Linked DNA regions of Gossypium hirsutum: region 1 is linked to region 2. Evidence: chromatin contacts called from public Hi-C data. All regions are on one chromosome and are shown on one strand. Each heading gives the region's core, a stretch centred on a gene start, on an enhancer-like site or on the middle of the called end of the contact. The rest is flanking DNA. Distances are from core to core; before and after follow the strand shown.

Region 1 (3,868 bases), core at 218-2,717, 100 kb after region 2:
TATTTTTTTTTTGGTTTTCCCCATTATACAATACTGAACCATTACAAGAAAAAACAAAGCCATCCTGTCTCAGGAATCCTACTCATTTTCATCTTGCTCTCAAAGTTTAAAGCTTTACTGGCCCGATCCTTGGGAGTCATCCTTAGCAGGGGGTTGTTGCTGGTGCTGATGCTGATGTTGGGGTTGCATCCGAGCTTGCTCCATCTGCTGATAAATCTGGTTCAAAGCATGAGGATTTAAGACCCCAATATGACCATCTTGAGATAACCCAAGTTCCAAACCCGGGAGCTGCTGATTAGCTCCGCCCAAGATTGAGGTGAAACTTATCTGACCCATGTTACTAGCTGGCAAATCAAAACCTGGAAACCCAAGCTTTTGCAGATAATTGGAACTATCACTGCCTAAATTTGTTGTAGACGGACCAGATGATGACTGAAACCCAAAACCACTGACTGGTGGCCATAACCCGGTCGCCACATGATGGGGTCTTCCCAAATTGCCACCAACCATTGTCCAACTGGTCCTACTGCTCCCTGACCCTATACTGGACCCCCCTAAATCTTCCATCTTTTGGTGCAACCCTGCTGATAGAGAGGCCCCTGGCTGTGAAACTGAGCCTCCAGCTGCAGCCAAAGCTGATGCTGGAATTGTTCCGCTCCCAGTGGCGGCAATTATGGATGGTTCAGCTTGTTGTAACAGCCACTGTATGGTTTCCCCATCAGACTTGTGACCCAATTCCCTGGTCAACTGAAAGATTCTAGCAGCACATAAAGCAGGCATCCTTATCCTTCTACCTCTTCCTTCAACTTTGGTGTGCCTGTCTTTGTTAGAACTTCTCTTTGGGGCCAACTGTTGCTTCTTCCCTTCTCCTTTATCTGCAACCACAATCTGGAAATCCTTGATTTCTGCTGCTTTATTCTCTCCCATGTTTTGAGGCTGTTGCTGTTGGGGTTGGGGTGGCAGGCTCAACAAGTTGGCTACTTCCTCTGGAGGCTGCTTGGCGCCCTTGGGATCCATAAACAGGTAAAAAAAGGGTGGGGGTGTGGGGGCAAATTAAAAGAAAAACAATATATATATAAAAGAGGAGTCCTCTTTGATTGAAGAAGGTGACCTGAAAAGTCCTAGACTTTGATGAGTTTTCACTGTTCTCTGACAAGGAATGTGAAGACAAACTATGATAATTATAATATTGAAATCCCAAAGCACACATACCCGAAATGTCAAAATTTTTATTCTTGCTTTTCACAAGATGTCATTTTTCTTTCTTTTCTTTCTCCATGGCTCATATATGAATGCATGAGCCTTTCCTTTCTTCGTTTCCCCTTTTTCTCTCAGCAGTGAAGGGGGCTTTTGACTAACATTTCTGATATGATAGCTACTTTAACTGCCATTTTCACCTGAAGACACTAATTCGCACAGAATATATCATTTACAATAATTATTATTATAAATTACAATTTCAAAATTATAGATAAGATATTCACGCATCCCCATATAACCATATATAATATTCATAGATTGATGGATTCCTTTCCTTTCTCTTCATCACACCTTCACCCTACATTATTATAAAAGCAATATAACATGGGTGAATATAATTTTTCAAATATTTATCTTTAAATGCTTCATTATATTTTTAGGGCACTTGTCAACCACCTGTTCAACAGCGAAGTTAGAATAATTTTTCAAGAGTCGAATGATTTTAGTTTTTTATAGTTTTTGTTTTTTTTTAATTTTTAAAGAATTAAATTGAATTTTTATAATTTTAGGAGGTTAAAGTGTAATTTTACCTTTACTAATGTAATTTTTTTAAATTAGAAAGCCTAAATAGTAATTTTTTTATTTTAGATGGTCGGGACCCATGCCATCCTTACTAGATTTGCCTCTATTTTTGAAGTTTAAAAACTCAACAATATATTAAATAATTTTTTATATAATATAGATAATTAATTTTAATAATATGTAGGTGGTATTATAAAATAAATTAAATAAATTATGATTTAATGATATCACGTTTACATGGTTAAAACTAATTATCTATGTATTTATTATTAATATGAATTTTAAAATATAAATCAATATAATAATATCAATAAAAAGGAATGTAATATTTTTTTATTCTAATTTTTCTATAAGAATTTAAACTTGAATTTTTTTAAATATAAATATTATATTTCAATCAAGTATAATAATGATTATGATTTTTTTTTGGTATAACTATATGTGTTTTGATTTATTTTACAATGAGATTAATCCTGATTGAGTCAAGTGGTATTTAGGTAAGTCTTCTCAAGGGTGTCGACTTCAAAATTCGAATTTGGTCCACTTCTTCCAACCACTTATTGATTTTATAATTATGTTATTAGTTTGTTATAAAATATTATTATTTACTTCTATACTATAAATAAGTTGAAAATTAATTATGACTTAGCATATTAAGAAAAATTTAAATCTAAAATGTGTAACTTAATAAATTAACTTATTATATATTATATTATAAAGCTTGAAGTATAATTTCACTTTGATAATATAAAAAATCATTTATTCATATACTATCAATCATTTACTGTTATAACATCTTTTCTACTATTTTTTAGCTACTATTAGTATTACTACTTCTATAAATCATTTTTTGTTATGTTATTATCATATAGTTATGAAGGTTATTGAATGTATTAGACACTCACAAAAACATGAAAGTACCAATTACTAACTTCCTTCCTCTACACATCTCATAAGGTGTCATTTTAGTCTTTAGCCTCTACAAGACTATTAATCATATGGTAAGTTGTATCAATAGTTTCAACCCAAAACCTGTGAGAAATTCCCATGGCACTTAGCATAACATGAGCCATATCCTAAATTGTCCTATTGTTCCTCTTAATAACCTCGTTCTGTTATGGAGTTTTTGGAGCAAAAAACTCATGTTGAATGTCGTATTGTCAAAAATATATGAGAATTATTCATTCTCAAATTCCCTTCCTTGGTCATGCATCCTAACAAATTTCCCAATAAGATAACCTTTTTCATTCTTAGCTTTTTTACACAGTTTCTTGAAGGCATCAAATGTGTTAAACTTTTAACAGAAGAATCTTACCTATGTAAACATGGAATAGTCATCTACACTTACAAGAACATATCTTTTACCTTCTAAGCTTTCAATCTTCATTGACCTATCAAATTCATTTATAGAAGCTTTAAAGGTTCAATTGTTTGAATCAATTATAATTGGGAAGTGACTCACACTATTGTTTCCTTTTTAAGCATTCACCACTCATATTTGGAATTACTCCCCCCTTTGGTAGTCGTCTAAAAACATTGTATATTACCAATCTTTACAATCCTCTAAAGTGTACATGGCCTATTACCTCATGCCATGACTCAATATTTGAAAACCTATTTTGATTATAAGTGAGTGGTTTCATCATCCTATAACAATTGTAGATTGTCTTGTAGCTTATCTTACTTGTCAACATCCCCTAGTCATAAACTTGGAATATATCGATTAGGTTAGCTTTTAATCCCTCCACAAGGAACACATTTTGAATTTCTAGCATTCCTCCTATGTTAAGCACATCTTTGCAAAGTACCTTGCCTTTTTTTCCATCACTAAAGGCCGCTCTTCATTTATGGTTTTCTTGAAACTTTTTCAAGCAATTTCTACATCCAATCTCTACTTCTTTCTATCAAAATACCATATGCTTAGTAGAAGCCTTCAAGGATTGGTGATAAACCAAAAATCATTTTTGATGATTTTTCCACCAAACAAGCTTTTGCTTCTATTTTTTGTCAGTTGTAATGCGAGGTGCAACTAGGGCTACCACTAATTGCTCTCTTTTGAGATCTTTTGGTAGTTTGTAACATTTGG
Region 2 (3,806 bases), core at 826-3,325:
AAATGAACTTTTACTGCTTGAAGATACGTTTGATGAAGTTAGAGGAGATGAAAGATTTGGAGAAGGAGGTTGTAATACTTCAGTTTGTAGAGCTTCATCTTTATTTGCAATTTCAAATTTAACATCACTTACACTCTTTTCCCAAATCCATCTTGCATCTTCATTGAAAATTACATTACTGCTGATTATTATCTTGCCACCAATAGAATTATACAGCATGTATGCTTTAGACTAAGAATAGTAACCAATAAAAATGCATTTTGTTGATTTCTCATCAAGTTTGCTGCGTTTATGTGAGTCAACTAAAGTATAAGCAACACAACCAAAACTTTTAAATGGCTTACCCAAGGTCTCCTCCAATACCAGGCCTCATATGATGTTTGATTGGGAATAACCCTTGGTGATAGATTCAATAAGTAGACTGTAGTTCCAACAACTTCTCTCCATAATTAATCTGAAAGCCCTTTGGCTTTCAACATACTTCTTGCCATTTCTACAACTATCCGATTCTTCTGTTCAGTAACACCATTCTACTCCGGAGTGTATGGAGCAATCAATTCTCTTCTTAGGACTTGTTCTTCACAGAAATGATTAAACTTTAGCTACACAAACTCACCGCCTCTGTCTATACGTAGTGTCTTGATGCAATGTCTAGTTTGCTTATCCACAAGTACCTTGAAGTTTTTAAATATTTCAAATGTTTTCGACATGGACTATAAAATGTACTCCTAACTCATCCTGCTGTAGCCATCTCTGAATAATAAAAAATATCTACTCCCACCAAATGATTGTGTTTTAATGAGGACAACCAAGTCAGCATGTACAAGCTCAAGACACCTAGTTGCCCTTCTAGACTTCTTTACAGGAAATGGTTTCTTACATTTTTTCCCGTATATACACCCCTCACACGTATTTAAAGACTCAATTCTAGGAAACCTAAAAACCATTTCTGTTTGACACAGCAACTTCAGACCTTTTACATTCAAATTCCCATACCTTCAATGCCATAATCTTGACTCACTAGTTTCTTTCACAACAAGTGAATGGTTTTCAACATCAGAAATTTCAAGTGGAAATAGCTTGTTTGGTGTTATGCAAACATCAACAATGATTTGATTTGATTTTTTATCTTTAATCACACAAGAGACATCATTGAACATAATAGAATATCCAGTAGCCATGAGTTGGCCTACACTCAATAGATTTTGTGACAAGCGAACATTACCCTTCCCTTCCACTTGAATCTTCTTGTTGTCTCTAAGTGTTACTTGTTTTTTGAAGGTCTCATCAAACTCCTTTAATAATGACTTTATGCCAGTCATGTGATTCTAGCACCCGTTGTCCAGAAACTAAATGTTGCTGTGACTTGTTGCATCTTTTTGATAAGCCATTAAAAAATTGATTACCTCATCTTCTTGCTCTACATAACTTGCTTGTCCTTGCTTTTGTCTTTTCTAGCAATCGGCCTTCACATGCCCAAACCTTTTATAATAATAATATTGGATAAACCTTTTTTTTATCTCATTGCTGAGTTTGATTTTGGTGCTCATCACCCAACCTCGTCCTCTACTATGACCTCCTCTCCCTTGAGATCCAACTTTACCACGCCATTTTTGTTCATTTCTTTGAGGTGATGCCTCCCCCTTCACAACAAAAGCCTTTTCTTCAGTCTTCTCTTCTAACCTGTTCAGCCTTGCCTTATGGGACTGCAGTGATCCCATCAACTTATCAAATGTGAATGTTTCTAAGTCTTTAGACTCTTCGATGACAACCACTACATGATTAATCTTAAGAGTAAGACTCTTGAGAATTTTTGCTACAATCATTTTATTAGTAATATTTTCTCCATAGGACTGCATCTGGTTGACAATTGCAACAACTCTAGATAAAAAATCTTGCACTGACTCTCCACCTTTCATCTGTAGGGTTTTAAAATCTCGACGAAGAGATTGAAGTTTTATCATGATTACCTTATGATGCCTGCAAGATTCCCCAAGCTTCTTTCGCAATAGTTGTTGCAGCAATTTTCAAAAAAAATGGTCTCATGAACAACTTGCTGGATAAAGAATAACGTTTTCGAGTCCTTCTTATTATTTTCTCTCAATCTCGTCTCTTCATCCCGTTCGTTATAATCATTCTCAATCCCAAAGATCCTAAGACTTGAACAAGGTCTTCATCTTGATGCTCTATAAATCACAACTTTCTCCATTGACGATTGGAATTGACAGCTGAGATACATTCACGACATTATCGTTAGTCGCCATTAATTACACGCTAGATACAAACAAACCTGGCTATGATACCACAAATTTTGGGGATAATTATCAATAACCAAGAAATAGTCACACAAGAGTAGACTTGAATTTAATTCAAGTAATAGACCGAAAAGAAGAGACTTAAAGTCACGCAAAAGAAAGAGAGGATTTGTTTGACTAAAATTGTTGTAGTATTCCACTACTCAATGAAACAAATGATAGGCCTATAAATAGGCTTTACACCATAACAAACGTGCAACACTAATCTTAGCACGATCACAACAGAAAGTAGATAATTAAGGGAGAAACAAAACAAGCACAACTTAGTCAAAGATAAGATTTAGGTAACTGATAACTGACTTTGAATCATTCTCCAATAAGAGGCACCACAGTCAGTAGTTGCCCCAAACAATATGCAATCATCTACAAATAATAAATGACTAATCATGAGTCCTTATAGACACACTTTAGCTCCTAACATTAGTCCTTCACCTTTTGCCAATTTCATAAGAGAAGACAGCCCTTCACTGTAAATTTAAAAGACATAAGCGCTCAGTAGATCTCCTTGTCTAAGTCATCTCTCTAGTTTAAAAGTCTTACTTGCCTCCCCATTAATAATGATAGAGTAGGAAACAATAGTGATAGAATGCAAAATGAAATCCACCCATGAGACAACAAACCCCGTCTTGAACATTATAATCCATAAGAAATGCCATTCAACCCTATCATATGCTTTACTCATATCAAGTTTGAGTGCAAAGCTACCCCAATTTTTTGGTTTCTCATTGCTTAAAACTACGTATGTCACGTCCCAAAATCGGAGTTAGTAGAAATTGGGTAATTGAACCGAGAGCGTCAAACATGAAATTCTTTTTAGATGACCTTGGCACATTGTTAATAAATAAGTATCAAGTCTAGTGATCAAGTAGTGGTGGAGATGTCCCTGATGATCTATGTTCGAATCCCTTCCCTCACATTATTTTTCTTTATGGTGCAATTTTGCTTCAAACCTTAGTAAAGGTCACACCATATTTTTAAAATAAATGTTGTAGGAATTATAATAAGTTAGTGAGTAGTCAAGTGGTTAAGTGCTTAGTTAGCTCCCTAAAGGTCCTATGCTCAATTCCCCACTCTCATAATTTTTGTTAGATTTTTTCATAAAAATATTTGGTCAACCCCCTTTTGTCGTCCACTAGTGTTGCCATATAGGAAAAGATTCTTTCCTCCATTAGTTATTCAACCTTCCTCCTTTAACCCTCTTTTTACTTCACATGTTCTCCTTCCTTCTTTTTCTTTCCCACCTTTCACTCCCTTCTTTTTTTCCCCTTGTTGACTTGCTATAGACGATCTCCACCTTAGGGAGAGTCTATTCTCTCATTTGTTTCATCATTCTCCTCTCCTCTACTCTCTTTTCTCTCATTCTCCCCTTTTGCACCACCTTGAACCACTATTATTTTGATTTTGACCTCCTTTCCTCCACCGTTAGCCACCACCATTTGACCTAAACACCACCAATTAATCACCCATCCTAATCTTCTCACTCTCTTCTTC

What was found. A called contact is a pair of places that touch in the nucleus more often than the background predicts.
Region 1: a Hi-C map of leaf shows a contact between it and region 2, with 3 times the contacts expected there. The contact joins the promoter of LOC121216388 here to the enhancer-like site in region 2. A contact is called at or near these places in 13 of 34 Hi-C or Micro-C datasets (anther, callus, fibers and 4 more).

The regions. Positions count from the first base shown.
Region 1 is chrD04:15,699,631-15,703,498 of Gossypium_hirsutum_v2.1, forward strand. It overlaps LOC121216388 (transcription factor TCP20), which reads right to left and starts at 1,468. Exons shown (of 2, transcript XM_041092053.1): 1 at 1-1,468. The coding sequence starts at 1,017. The coding sequence ends at 115.
Region 2 is chrD04:15,599,411-15,603,216 of Gossypium_hirsutum_v2.1, forward strand. No RefSeq gene overlaps it. Among protein-coding and RNA genes, the nearest start is that of LOC121216387, 9.2 kb to the left of the region's middle. Within about 2 kb of position 2,076, at least 1 of the 9 cell types and tissues checked has an H3K27ac peak or open chromatin away from gene starts, as enhancers often do.